Linked DNA regions of Mus musculus: regions 1, 2 and 3 are each linked to region 4. The links are chromatin contacts, called in public Hi-C, HiChIP or PLAC-seq and promoter capture Hi-C maps. All regions are on one chromosome and are shown on one strand. Each heading gives the region's core, a stretch centred on a gene start, on an enhancer-like site or on the middle of the called end of the contact. The rest is flanking DNA. Distances are from core to core; before and after follow the strand shown.

What was found. Promoter capture Hi-C pulls out the DNA fragments that hold promoters and counts their contacts. Hi-C and Micro-C count contacts between places; a contact is called where the count stands out from the background. HiChIP or PLAC-seq counts read pairs in DNA pulled down with a chosen protein or histone mark.
Region 1: a contact with region 4 is called in a Hi-C map of Sertoli cells, with 2.4 times the contacts expected there. The contact joins the enhancer-like site here to the promoter of AW495222 in region 4. A contact is called at or near these places in 7 of 39 promoter capture datasets (the 3T3-L1 cell line, cranial neural crest, frontonasal cranial neural crest and 3 more), 21 of 484 Hi-C or Micro-C datasets (the G1E-ER4 cell line, LSK cells, Sertoli cells and 13 more) and 3 of 9 other capture datasets (adipose tissue, liver and pancreatic islet).
Region 2: a contact with region 4 is called in an H3K4me3 HiChIP or PLAC-seq map of stem cell-derived neural progenitor cells, with 2.9 times the contacts expected there. The contact joins the enhancer-like site here to the promoter of AW495222 in region 4. A contact is called at or near these places in 2 of 39 promoter capture datasets (embryonic stem cells and hippocampal neurons), 2 of 115 datasets of contacts at active chromatin or transcription factors (embryonic stem cells and stem cell-derived neural progenitor cells) and 2 of 9 other capture datasets (embryonic stem cells and pancreatic islet).
Region 3: a promoter capture Hi-C map of hematopoietic stem and progenitor cells shows a contact between it and region 4, with 2.7 times the contacts expected there. The contact joins the promoter of Lhfpl2 here to the promoter of AW495222 in region 4. A contact is called at or near these places in 1 of 39 promoter capture datasets (hematopoietic stem and progenitor cells) and 1 of 115 datasets of contacts at active chromatin or transcription factors (microglia).

Annotation. Positions count from the first base shown.
Region 1 is chr13:93,325,779-93,328,621 of GRCm38.p6, forward strand. All of the region lies in intron 1 of Homer1 (homer scaffolding protein 1), which reads left to right. Among named protein-coding and RNA genes, the nearest start is that of Homer1, 23 kb to the left of the region's middle. Within about 2 kb of position 1,458, at least 13 of the 459 cell types and tissues checked have an H3K27ac peak or open chromatin away from gene starts, as enhancers often do. A contact at or near this core is called in Sertoli cells, where this site is marked.
Region 2 is chr13:94,177,481-94,180,387 of GRCm38.p6, forward strand. The region is part of intron 3 of Lhfpl2 (lipoma HMGIC fusion partner-like 2); the gene reads left to right. It overlaps LOC115488151 (a long non-coding RNA gene), which reads left to right. Exons shown (of 2, transcript XR_003950582.1): 2 at 1-2,907. Among named protein-coding and RNA genes, the nearest start is that of Scamp1, 110 kb to the right of the region's middle. Within about 2 kb of position 1,286, at least 98 of the 459 cell types and tissues checked have an H3K27ac peak or open chromatin away from gene starts, as enhancers often do. A contact at or near this core is called in hippocampal neurons and stem cell-derived neural progenitor cells, where this site is marked.
Region 3 is chr13:94,056,493-94,059,322 of GRCm38.p6, forward strand. It overlaps Lhfpl2 (lipoma HMGIC fusion partner-like 2), which reads left to right and starts at 1,304. Exons shown (of 4, transcript NM_172589.2): 1 at 1,304-1,414.
Region 4 is chr13:93,717,814-93,720,614 of GRCm38.p6, forward strand. It overlaps AW495222 (expressed sequence AW495222), which reads right to left and starts at 1,362. Exons shown (of 3, transcript NR_045086.2): 1 at 1,071-1,362. It overlaps Dmgdh (dimethylglycine dehydrogenase precursor), which reads left to right. Exons shown (of 16, transcript NM_028772.3): 14 at 2,746-2,801.

The DNA.
Region 1 (2,843 bases), core at 208-2,707, 390 kb before region 4:
TTTGACTTTATTTCTTCCTGGCAAAAACACCCAAGAAATCAGCACTCTCTCCTCCCCTATGGGCAAGGCATAGGTTTGGTGACAGCAGTAAACTCAGGTTTCTGTAATAATTCTTCCATCCAGTGACTCATTATAGGGTTCTAGACCAGACTGTATGTGGATATTGGTGATATAATATACTCGGCTAATTGCATACCCTCTTCATCCGTTGGTACCTCATCTAAAAGGAGGGTAATAATAACTATTTACAGAGGTTAAAAAGTTTAATGCAAATAGTGTTTGGAACCAAACTCCAGAAATTGGTGACAGAATTTACCACATCTTGTAAATGTAGGCTTTTGTCTTCAGGCTTCAGAGTAGCATATCTAAATGTCTTAGTTTGTAGTATCTGATCTCTGGCACAAATGAAGTTTCTGAACAGTTTCTTGTAAGGATCTTGATTTATATGATAAGAGTGTTAAGATCTCATTTAATTCCAACTGCAAAAGGTTAAAAACTAACAGGATTTTCCTGTAACTATTAACCTTTTGATTCAATATCTGATATTAAGCCATTCATTTTTTATTAGGTCTTTGACCTTTATTATATAGAATTCATTTCTACAGAAAATTTTTATTTTATTTTTTAAGCCAATACTACAAAACAAGAGAGTTGAAAGAGTGCTGAGTTTGGGTATAGCTCAAAGTCATCTTCAGTAACCCTGAACCATGGCAAATTACTCGTGGTTACATGCATGATAGAAGTTTACAGGTGCAGTCTTAAACAAGTCCCCAGAGATAGCTGCCATGCTGTCATGAATTCAATGGCTGTCACATCCAAAACCCATTTTATAGCAGCTCTTTCCAACCAGTAGGCTCTTCACATTCTTTCCAGTCCTCGTCTGCAATGTCCCCTGAGTCTTGGAGGGGTCAGCACTCAACAGTCACTCGTTCTTGGCACTTTGACCAGTTACTCTTTCTTCAATAACTATGCTGTTCCCTGCCCCTCCCTAGAAAAAGAAGCTGTGGGCTATAGTACTTACCTTTCAGGCAAGATGTCCCCACTGATGCAACAGTAGCATGACTAGTGTATGTGTGTATTTTGGTGGGGGGCAGAGGGGGAGGTGCGTACCAACTATTTTTTTTTTTTTTTGAGGATTAAGGGCTGGCACTGCACACCTGGTCAGAAACCCATGGCTAGGACACCAGAGGCCTTAAGATGAAACCTACTACTGCTGTTCCATAAACAGCTGTGTTATCAAACTGTCCTTTAAATATTCATGTTTATACTCATAAGTTAGTGCTGCTCTTAGCTTTGTTCAGAGAAGCTTCTTTTTGCATTAAAGACTTATCTTTTCCAGCAGCCTTCATAGCACCTTTCTAAGCTTGATTTCTCTGTCTCCTGGAGCTGAAGGGTATGGTATCTTCAGCCATAGGCTCATACCATTCAGTTCTGGTTGGCAGTCAAGAGCAAGGTCATACAAAACAGTAGCTTGTATTGTTTTGAGAGTCTCTGGGTTCTTGGCCAACTGCTTATAGGGAGGTATTCCATACTTGGCACTGTAATTTTTGCTAAGTAATACATGGTTTCTGGTAGCAGTATTATCCTTCTGTGCAGGATACTTAACCCCAGAATCTTAATTTTTTTATACCAGTACATGAAAATATTAGGTTTTCTTGTGGCTTTTGAAAATATATTTTTAGTTAGGTTAACCACCCCTCCACACATGTACGTTTCACTCCCTTCTTTCCCCAAGCTCGTCCCGAATCAAACCTTTCTAACTTAGTATACCCCAGTTTGCTTTCATATTACTGTTCTACTATTTTACTGTTCAGTGCCACACATATACACAAGCCATATCCCCCTTTGGAACTTTCTTTTTTCTTTTATTAAGTATATGGTCTTTATGGAACCTCAGGCTGGCCTTGAATATATAGGAAGGAGGTTGCCTCAGCCTTTTGAGTGCTGGGTTTATAGGCCTGTGCTTCCATGCCTGCCTGAGAACTAAAAATCTTAATTTAGTAAATGCATCTTACCTATTTCTATTTTTTTTAATTTTTTTATTAGGTATTTTCCTCGTTTACATTTTCAATGCTATCCCAAAGGTCCCCCATACCCACCCCCCACTCCCCTACCCACCCACTCCCCCTTTTTGGCCCTGGCGTTCCCCTGTACTGGGGCATCTAAAGTTGGCAAGTCCAATGGGCCTCTCTTTGCAGTGATGGCCGACTAGGCCATCTTTTGATGCATATGCAGCTAGAGACAAGAGCTCCGGGGTACTGGTTAGTTCATATTGTTGTTCCACCTATAGGGTTGTAAAGAACTTAGGTTCTTGAAATTGCTGATAGCTTACATGCCATTAAATTAATACTTTTTTATAAATTTGCATCTGACAATCCAACTATGGATTAAAAACATTTGAAAAAAACGAGTCTATATTGAACATGTTTGGGCTTTCTTCTTGTCATTTCCTAAATAAATTAGAATGATAATTATATAACATTTCTATTATGCTGCATTTACATTTTGTATTATAAGCAACCTAGAGATAAAATGTGAGGGTTATGTTGGGGGTCAGGTGCAAATATTATACCACTATTATATACAGGACTTTGGAGTCTTCACCTATGAGGGTCCTGGTGTCAATCTCCAGTGGATACAGAGAGACAATTTTAATAGCAGAAAAGAGTGAATGCACTTAGGATACTAGAAAATGAATGGTGTTGTTTTAAAAGAAGTGTTCCAGTGTGATTATAAATCATGTCAGCTTTCCATTCTTCACCATAGTCTACATCCTTATGGTGAAAAGCTCTTTAAAATTGCCACGATGTATAATTGCTGTAGCTGTAAGGCTTGATCACAGT
Region 2 (2,907 bases), core at 36-2,535, 460 kb after region 4:
ATGACACTTTAAAAAGTGACAGGATGTAAAATTACGAGATGACATAAGCATATTCCTGAGGCATACCTAATTTAAAAAAAATAAATATTCCACAGGCTTATATAGAAATACAAACTGAACTGTATGTAACCTGAGCATTTGGGAGAGGGAGGCAGAAGGATCTTAAGTTCAAGTCCAGCCTGGGCTATGTATCAAGACCCTCGCTCAAAACAAAACATTTTAAATAGTGGTATTTTGGCGTTAGAGTTACGTGTGAAAGATACTATCGCCTCAGTAGAAATTTCTTACCTGTTAACTTTTAAAGCATCAAGTCCAGATAACTGAAATAGTAGGATTTGTTTCAAGGCCTGACCTATCGACAGCCAGGAAACTGGACATCTCTACCCTCACACAGAAGCCTTGGTGTTAAGCAGTCACCTCTGGCCATCACTGGAGTTAGGCCTTACCTCAGAAGGCCTGAGAAACATTGGTCAACTAAGCCCATTTCTCTAAGCTCCAAGTCTGCCCACTTGTAAACGAATCTAATCATGGTAAAGGCGTTTGAGGGTTATGTTAGTTTACTAGCATGACAAACATGGTGTTTGGCGTCTGGGAGATGGTGTTAGCTCTGTGGTGATCGTGAAAATGTTGCTGCTTTCTTGCCACCAAACTTTAGGATGCTTTTGCATTCTAAGGGGTTGGATACCTTTTATAAGCCATTGTAGTTGGCCATATTATCTTCAAGTCCTGTATTTTCTGCCTGGTACTGCTCTCTGGTTCCTTGACTGCCTGCCTGGGGTGAGGCTGTCCGGCACAGGTGCAGAGCCGTCCTGAGGCCTTGGACAGTTGGGTCTTCCATCACGGTTCCAAGAAGCACAAAAGAGCAGATACTCTTCCTCTTTCCCACACGTACACGTCCTTATACTTTTTCTTCCTGGAGGCAGCTTCCACACTTGAGTCTTGACTGCAGGTGGCTGCTCAGACTCCCCCGGCCGCAGAAACCTCAGACTGGTGTGCACTAGAGGAGAGCAAGTCTGGGACTTGGCAGAGCCAGCAGCACACATGGGTTCCAATCCCTCTGGGACTCGTTACAAAAGCTGGGTAGCTGGCCAGCAGGGCTGGCTTTTGCCAGCTGTCTTCCGTAGGTTGTGACCTGGATGTAATCCATACTGAAACTGTAGAATGCAAAGATCCAGGTTTTCCATGACAGCATCAAGCAGTTTGTTTTTTGAAATGCATACAGTGTGAACACAGACGTCCACCGAATCCCCAGTGACTCAGGTTTGGGACAGAAGCCATTCAAATGAGCTCAGGACTTGGCTCAGTGGTGTTGGCAGGGATGGGTTCTGCTAGGCTTTGCCATGCCGGTTGCTGAGCCTGGCTGCCTGCTGTCTTCCAGTCCTGCCTCACAAGCTTCTTTCTGTCTGTTGGATCTCATACTCTACTCCGGTCGGCCCTCTGTCTGTGTGATCAGCCTCACAGGGCCTTCTCAGCCAGCTGTCACTCTGGTCTGCAGGTCTGCTACAGTGGAGGGGGTCGCCATGGGAACCCCAGCCTTGGCCACGAAGGGCCTGGTGTGTATGATCCTGTTTCCTTAGAAGTGAGCAGAGTGGGAGAGAGTGGGAGAGACTGTGCAAAGGAAAAGTGGTAAGAGAATGTGAGAGGACGTTGGGGGGCTTTGATGACCGTGACACCGCATCTAAGTGTGAGCGGCTGTGTGTGGCACCAGCTGCCATTGTGTTCATGAAGGTGAGTGTGCGGAGGGGTGAGTGGGCACGTAAACACCACAATTGCCAGCCAGGCTTGGTCTTCCCTCGTGAACCAGAGTGTGAGTGGAGGTATAGAGGGCACGTCGGACACCACTCGTTCCATCTAGAACTGACCTTCCTGAGCCAGTGTCTGAGAGGCGAGTGGGCAGGCACACCATGACTGACATCTGGAACTGGGTTCATTGCTCTTCTCCCATCGTGTGAAAACCAGCAGCAGGAGCCGCCGCCAGTGGCATGCATAGCCCAGCTGGGTCTCAGCCTACCCGTACGCTTTTCCTCTCCCTGTTCGTTCATTCAAGACCAGAAGGATGAAATCACTAAGAAAGGGGAGAGGAACGAAACCAGGGTCTCAGGATGAAGACGAGCCTAGGCATAATTTTACCTCTGAGAAAGTCACCTACCTTATCCTGAGAAGGCAGAGTGACCTTGGTGAGCAACTTTGGATCTCCCCAGGGAAAGGGGACTTAAGGAGAATTGTGAGGACAAGCCAGCTCTCCCTTTTGGTGAAAGCCAGGCACAGGAGACTTCTGGCTTCCCGGATGGGGGCTCTTGGTTTCTCTACACAGACAATGCCTCTGTTAACAGTTTCCTGTTTGAATCAGTTTTACAGTATCACAGGTTGGGCCTACAGAGATGGTAAAGAAGCAAGTGCCACTCTCTTAGAAAATGCAGATTCCATATTAGGTGGTTCATGACCACCTGTGACTCCAGCTACAAGGGGAATACAATACCTCCGGCCTCTCCAACGGGAACTGTGTATATATATACACACACGTATGTGTAAAGGGAACCAAATATATATATATATATATAAAGAGCCCAGTCATACCATGAAATAAAGACTAGTGTTTAACCACAGATAGACCAGGCAGCCATTAATGTGAAGAATCCAGAGGCTGGGATGCATTTTTTAAGAAGAATCTGTTGTATGGGCCTGAAGAAAATTGCAAACGCTCTTAAAATTCAGATACAGTGTCTGATTTGCAAATAGAATATGAAAACAGTCTGCCGCGGCACCTACTTGATTGCAGGCATAAACCACCGTGAAGCGGCTGATGCTCTGTGTTCAACCTACATTAGCAAGTCATGGGATAATGGCTTTGACGTGGCTCTGAATGTTTATTTACCTGAGTGATGTAGGCACTCTGTTTTAAGAGCT
Region 3 (2,830 bases), core at 54-2,553, 340 kb after region 4:
TCCCAGTAGGATTCAACCGTGGGAGAGTCCTGGGAACAGCATCAGCAGCTTCAGCGTGGATACAGGCATGGGTCCTTCTAGGACCCCATCTGGATGAGGACCAGCATGGTGATGCATTTGTGTTTGCAGCTATTGTTAATTGGTGATAGGTACCCTTTGCATGTGAAGAATCCCAACCGATTTAATTTGTATGTTTTCTCCACAGACCAGCAGTTGCGGATGACTTATGCTATCTACAATCCTGCTGTGGGATATGGTTTTCAATAGTGGAGTTGCAAAGAAATCAAGAATTTGTTTTGTTTTTTTAATTTTCCTGGCAAAATGCCTCAGATACCCTCTCACCCAGGAAGTGGTGTTCTAGAGCCATTAAGCTTGTAAGGCCGTGCAGATAGGTGCCGTGCCCACGGGTTTCAAAAGCAGGAGGGGGCCATTGAAACTGACAAACCCAAATGGATTTGGAAATAGTGGGTCAAGTGCAAAGACTTCAAGAGCAAAGAGCACATGCAAGCTGCTAGGGAAGGCCGGGAGGGAGGGGTGGGGGGGGTGGGTGTGCTTCGGTGGATAGACAAGTGTCTGAGAGTTTGGAGGCTGAAGCAAATTTGACAGGGGGTGGGGGTTGGAGACAAAGGAAGGTGATCTTAGCTGGGTTCTGTCCTAACACAATGAATTCAGACAATTCAGCCCCTGGCTATTTGACTCTGTCCTTTGCTCTGGCCCTGGGGGCGGTGGTGAGAGGAGTTGGTGGGTCTCCTCTCTGGATCCCTTTCCCGCTGGCTAAACCGCCTTTGATATCTGTGGTATCTATTGGAAAGTGTATCTTCAGTGCCTGGGGGATGTGTCTGGACCCAAGCATCCAAGCTCTGTGAAAGTTTGCAGTTTCCCGAAGTAGAAATCAGGACCTGTAAACTTGTGCCTCCAGCCTCTGCTTTAAAAGCACCGCAGACCACTCTCCACCCTGCGGTTTTCCTGGGCCACGGACCGACTTTCTTCCCGCCCGCCCCGCCGGCTCTGGTCCACGATAGGCACTGGGACAGCGTGAGGAGAGAACCCCGCAGGGCTCCGGGACCCCTTCTCAGGGATCGCGCGCGTCGCCCACACTCTCCCGGGCCCTGTAGGACCCTCCCCCCCGGAGGCCGGGCTTCGCCGACCCCTCCCCGAGCGGCGGCCGGAGGCGGGGATGCTGAGTGGCAGCGGCCGGCCTGGGCTGCGAGGTTCGGCCGCCTCCTCCCGCTGCGCCCGCCCCTCGGCCTCCGCCCCGGCGCCGCCGACCCTCGTCTGCTCCCGCCCTCGCCCCTGCGGGTCCGCCGGGGCCAGATCGAGGCTGCAGCGAGGAGGCGGCACAGAGAGCCCGGCTGGGGAAGGCTGCACGCGCCCGGGCCAGAGCGGGGCGTTAGGAGCCGGCTGCCCCGGCCAGGTAGGTGCTGCGCGGGGAGCCCGGGAGGGGGCCGGTCCCCGACAGTGCACGGGGGCGCGGAGGGACGGGCGGCGGGTGCCGGGGCAGGAAGGATCCGCTGCAGCGCCGGCCCGCCGCAGACGTGGAAGAAGTTGAGCCTGGAAGCGCTTTTTCCCGGGGAGCTGTAGTGGTCCCCTCCAGCCCCGGTCCGTACCGCGTGGGTCTCACCGGCCACAGACCTCAGCTGCATCTCAGACCTGGGCTGCATTTTTTGTGGCCAGTGCAGAGGGGTGAGGGCTGGCGAGGAGGTGGGCGGGGAGTTGGGGAACACCACATCTGGGGTGGATGAAGGACTCAGAGAGATGGGTTTGAATGCAGTCCCTACCCCCACCCGGCCGCACTTCTCTCTCAGTCTATTCGCGGTCGCGTGCTCTCTGAACTGAGAAAAGCAAAAAGAGTTTCTTCAAGTCGGCTCAACTTTTCTGTTAATTCAGGAGGTTCGGGAGTTTGTATGGAAGTAAGGGCAAAAGACTCTCATCCTCGCACCCTACCTCACTCCTGCCCGGGCAGTTTCCTGTACTCTGTGCCATGATTGTTTTTGTGCTTGTAGATTACAGCTGGTGACCTATATGGAAAAGTGGAACCACTGCCGGCGAGTGTGTGTTGGAGCCACAGGGCGGCAAGGTGTGGGGGGCTAAGTCAGAGTTCCTTCGAAGGGACTTTAATTCTCTGAACACTCTTCCTGTCCAGCTCAAAGAGAGGATGGGATAAGGAATAATTTATCTTGCTCTTTCTGATGCTCTTCTAATCATTTTTTTTAAAAACTCCCTTTCAAATTAAGAGATAGAGAACACGCATGCGATGGTTAAATATTTTAAAGACAGGGAAGATGAACATCTCTCTCTGCAATCAGGCTAATAGGGCTAGCCTGTGTTGGAACATCTGATTCTGATGAAATATTTGAAAGGTTTAAAGCAATACCAGACGATGTCATTAAAAAAAAATAGAGTGACCTGCAGTAGGTCATACAGAGCAGTGTGGCCTGTGGTCTGTGACAGCATTTTATAGCGGGAGGTGGAGCACTGTAAGCTTAAAGAGAAGAGGGTGGGAAAGGGGGCTGCTCATTTGTCTTGAACCAGTCTAGTTAGGAAGAGTGATTACACTGCAAATGAACATTTGTGAATATAATTTGAGTCATGATACATGAACCAGCCATTTGTCTGAAGGAAAAAAAGGATCTTTGTAGATGAGAGCAAAGCAGTGCCTTATGGGGGAAAAATAAGCATACCGTTTATCCATGTGCGCAACTCAGAATTGACAGCACCTGCTAACAACAGAGGCATGGGCTTAGAGATTTGGCTGCAAGCAAGGTTGAACAAGGCAGGGAGAAAAGTCTACAGCAGGAGATAGTTACAAAAGAATGGATAGAAAACTTCA
Region 4 (2,801 bases), core at 112-2,611:
AGAAATCAAATGCCATTAAATGACTTTGAGTAGGGAAAGAACTCCCCTGCCTCTCTGCTTTCCAGATGAGCACTGACTGGGTTTGGGGGTAACGTTTATTCTGCCTTAATTCCCCCTGCTTAGTGGTGAACCCCAGACATTTTCTGGCAGGCACACGCCAGAGGATCTGAGTATCACCTCTCACATCCTTGCTTTCCCTCTGTTACGTTTCATTTCCCTCTCACAATCATCCTTAGGCGAACTAATGTCCTTTTCTTTTGAGGGACAGGGACAGTGGTCCCGTGTGTGTGGGTCTAGTCTTCCCCACCAGTGGGAATCAAGAGCTTCTCTGTGTACAATTGTTAACCACTTACACAACATTTTTATATGCATTGATTCTGCTTTGCTTCTGTCTTAGTTTCCTTCCTGTTTCTGTGGGGGAAAAAAATACCCTGACAGAAGCGAATTCAGGGAGAAAGGGTTTCTTTCAGTTCACAGGTCCAGGTTACAGTCCTTCAGAGTGGGGAAGTCACAGTGACAGTGGCTTGAGAGAACTGGTCATGTCACATCCATAGTCTAAAATGATTGCAAGCCCCTGGACAGCTGCTAACTGGCTTCCTGCACTTTACCCAGGATCCCCTGCCCAGGGAATGTGGTGTCCACAATTATGAAGGGTCTTCCCACATTGACTGTTGTCATCAAGATAAAGCCCCTATGCGCGTTCCCAGAAGCCCTTGTTCTATGACTTAGCTTTACCACGACTCTTATTTTGCATACATTCACTGGGTTCATTGAGCCCCCAACATCCAGATTCCTGTGACCAGGGTCCTATTTACCTTGTGGGAGAAACAAAACCCTAACTTTTACAGAGAACTGACGTTTTAGGGGCCATTGTAAACATGAGCTTCCGAGTGGGGACTCTGGGGTTTAAATCTATCCTTTACTTAACTCTTGGCTGGCTGGCCTGCTCTCTTATAAAATGGAGTATTTATCCTAAAGAATCAGCGCAGACGTAGAGATGGTTAGTAATGAGCCGAACAAACACACTATACAGTTAATTTCTAGGTTAACCTGAGAGCTCAGGTACTTACCCTTGGGCCTTCTCATTGATGCAAGCTTGCAGGAAGCCGGTCCTGCCTGCTGCAGCGAACTCAAGTTTACAGCCAGGACTCAGGCAAGGCCAGCTGCCCTCAGAAAACAAAACAAATTTGTCCCCATGCTCAGGAAAAAGGACAGAGAAGCCACCCCTTGAGAGTTAAACATCGCTGTATTCTAGCCTCAATTTTTCTGATGTTTTTGGTTTTTTTGTTTTTCCTTCTGCTTCCTCTCCCTGGGCTCCATTTTAGGGTCCTCTTTCCCAACAGTGCCAGAGCGCCCTCTAGTGCAGAAACATCGGCGAAGTCGCTCTGTTTCCCTGAAAAAAAAAATCTCTAATTTTGGCAGACTGAAAAATAATTTCAGAGTAACTCAAACTAATTTAGGAAATATGAGAACACTTTTATGTGGTGTAAAGTAGTCTTACGTTTATCTAGTTTATGTCGACTCTTTGGGAGGTTAGAGCAGGCAGTTCTCATTCCCATAAAGAAATGAACAACAAAAAACCCGACTTCCAGAAAGGTCCTCTGCTCATTAACACTTAACTGAGTACATCGAGGTATTCTGTTCCCATTTCTATACATTTAGCAGTTCCTCCTGAGTTCATCTCTTTCATTTCCCCTCAGTTCTCATCGTATAAATTAGAATCTTCAAAAACCCCTTAAAAACAAAACAGTGATAAAAACCCCCTAACTTCATTCAGGTTTAGAACTAAATATTGGATTTCCCCTGAATTGATGCATCCTATCTCGAGTCAGCTAGTTCTGAGCTTTAATCCTCCCTTCCCGTTTTCTTTCTAGAACTCTGCAAAAGCCAGTGTTCTGTCACCTGCTTTCCCCTCTTTACCCCCATTCATGGCTAAATGCAAGCTAAGCAAAGTTACTTGTTACTTTTTTAAAAACACAATTATGTAATTAAAATTATTACATAACATACATGAGATTCTTGTTTGTGAAACACCATGTACTAGCCTTCAAATATTTATTAAGGTAAAAGATCGGAGGCCAGAGAGATGGCTCAGTGGTTAAGAGCACTGTGTGTGCTTCTCCTGCAGAGAAGCAGAGGTCAGTTCCCAGCATCCTCGATGGGCAGCCCCGTTACTTCAGTTCTGGGAGAGCACACCTGCACACACCCACACGCAGACATGAACACATACATGTACACGCAATGAAAACAGATAAATTCATTAACACCTTTAAAATAAAAGAGCAGTGGAAACCAACCCAATGTTCAGTCTCTGTGTTTGCCATATTTAAAAATAACAGCATTTGCCAAAGGCTTCATTTGAATGGAAAATACTGCTTCAGAGACTAGTCCATAATTGGTCTTTTAAAGAATCTTTACTCAAAAACCATCCAGTGTCCTTAATTCTGGGGAGACTAATATAAGAAAGTGATGTCTCTGTTTCTATCATTGTTATGCATCAGCTCAAGGTGGGAGCCAGTGTTTGCCAGTATTTGCTGAGTGAAGGTAATGGGTTTGTTTCTGTTTTAGTAATCTCTTCATCTCCCCTCGCCCTGTACTTGCTGGGAGTGGTGGTGAACTCCTTTAATCCCCTACCTGGAGGAAGAGGCAGGCAGATCTCTCTGAAGTCCTTTTAAGGACAGCGCAGTTCTTCAGTGAACCAAATTAGCAGGCTCACCTGGGATTCAAAACCTGTTTCCCTTCCAGATGAACTGTGACACAAACCCCTTGGAAGCTGGGCTGGAATATTTCGTGAAGCTGAA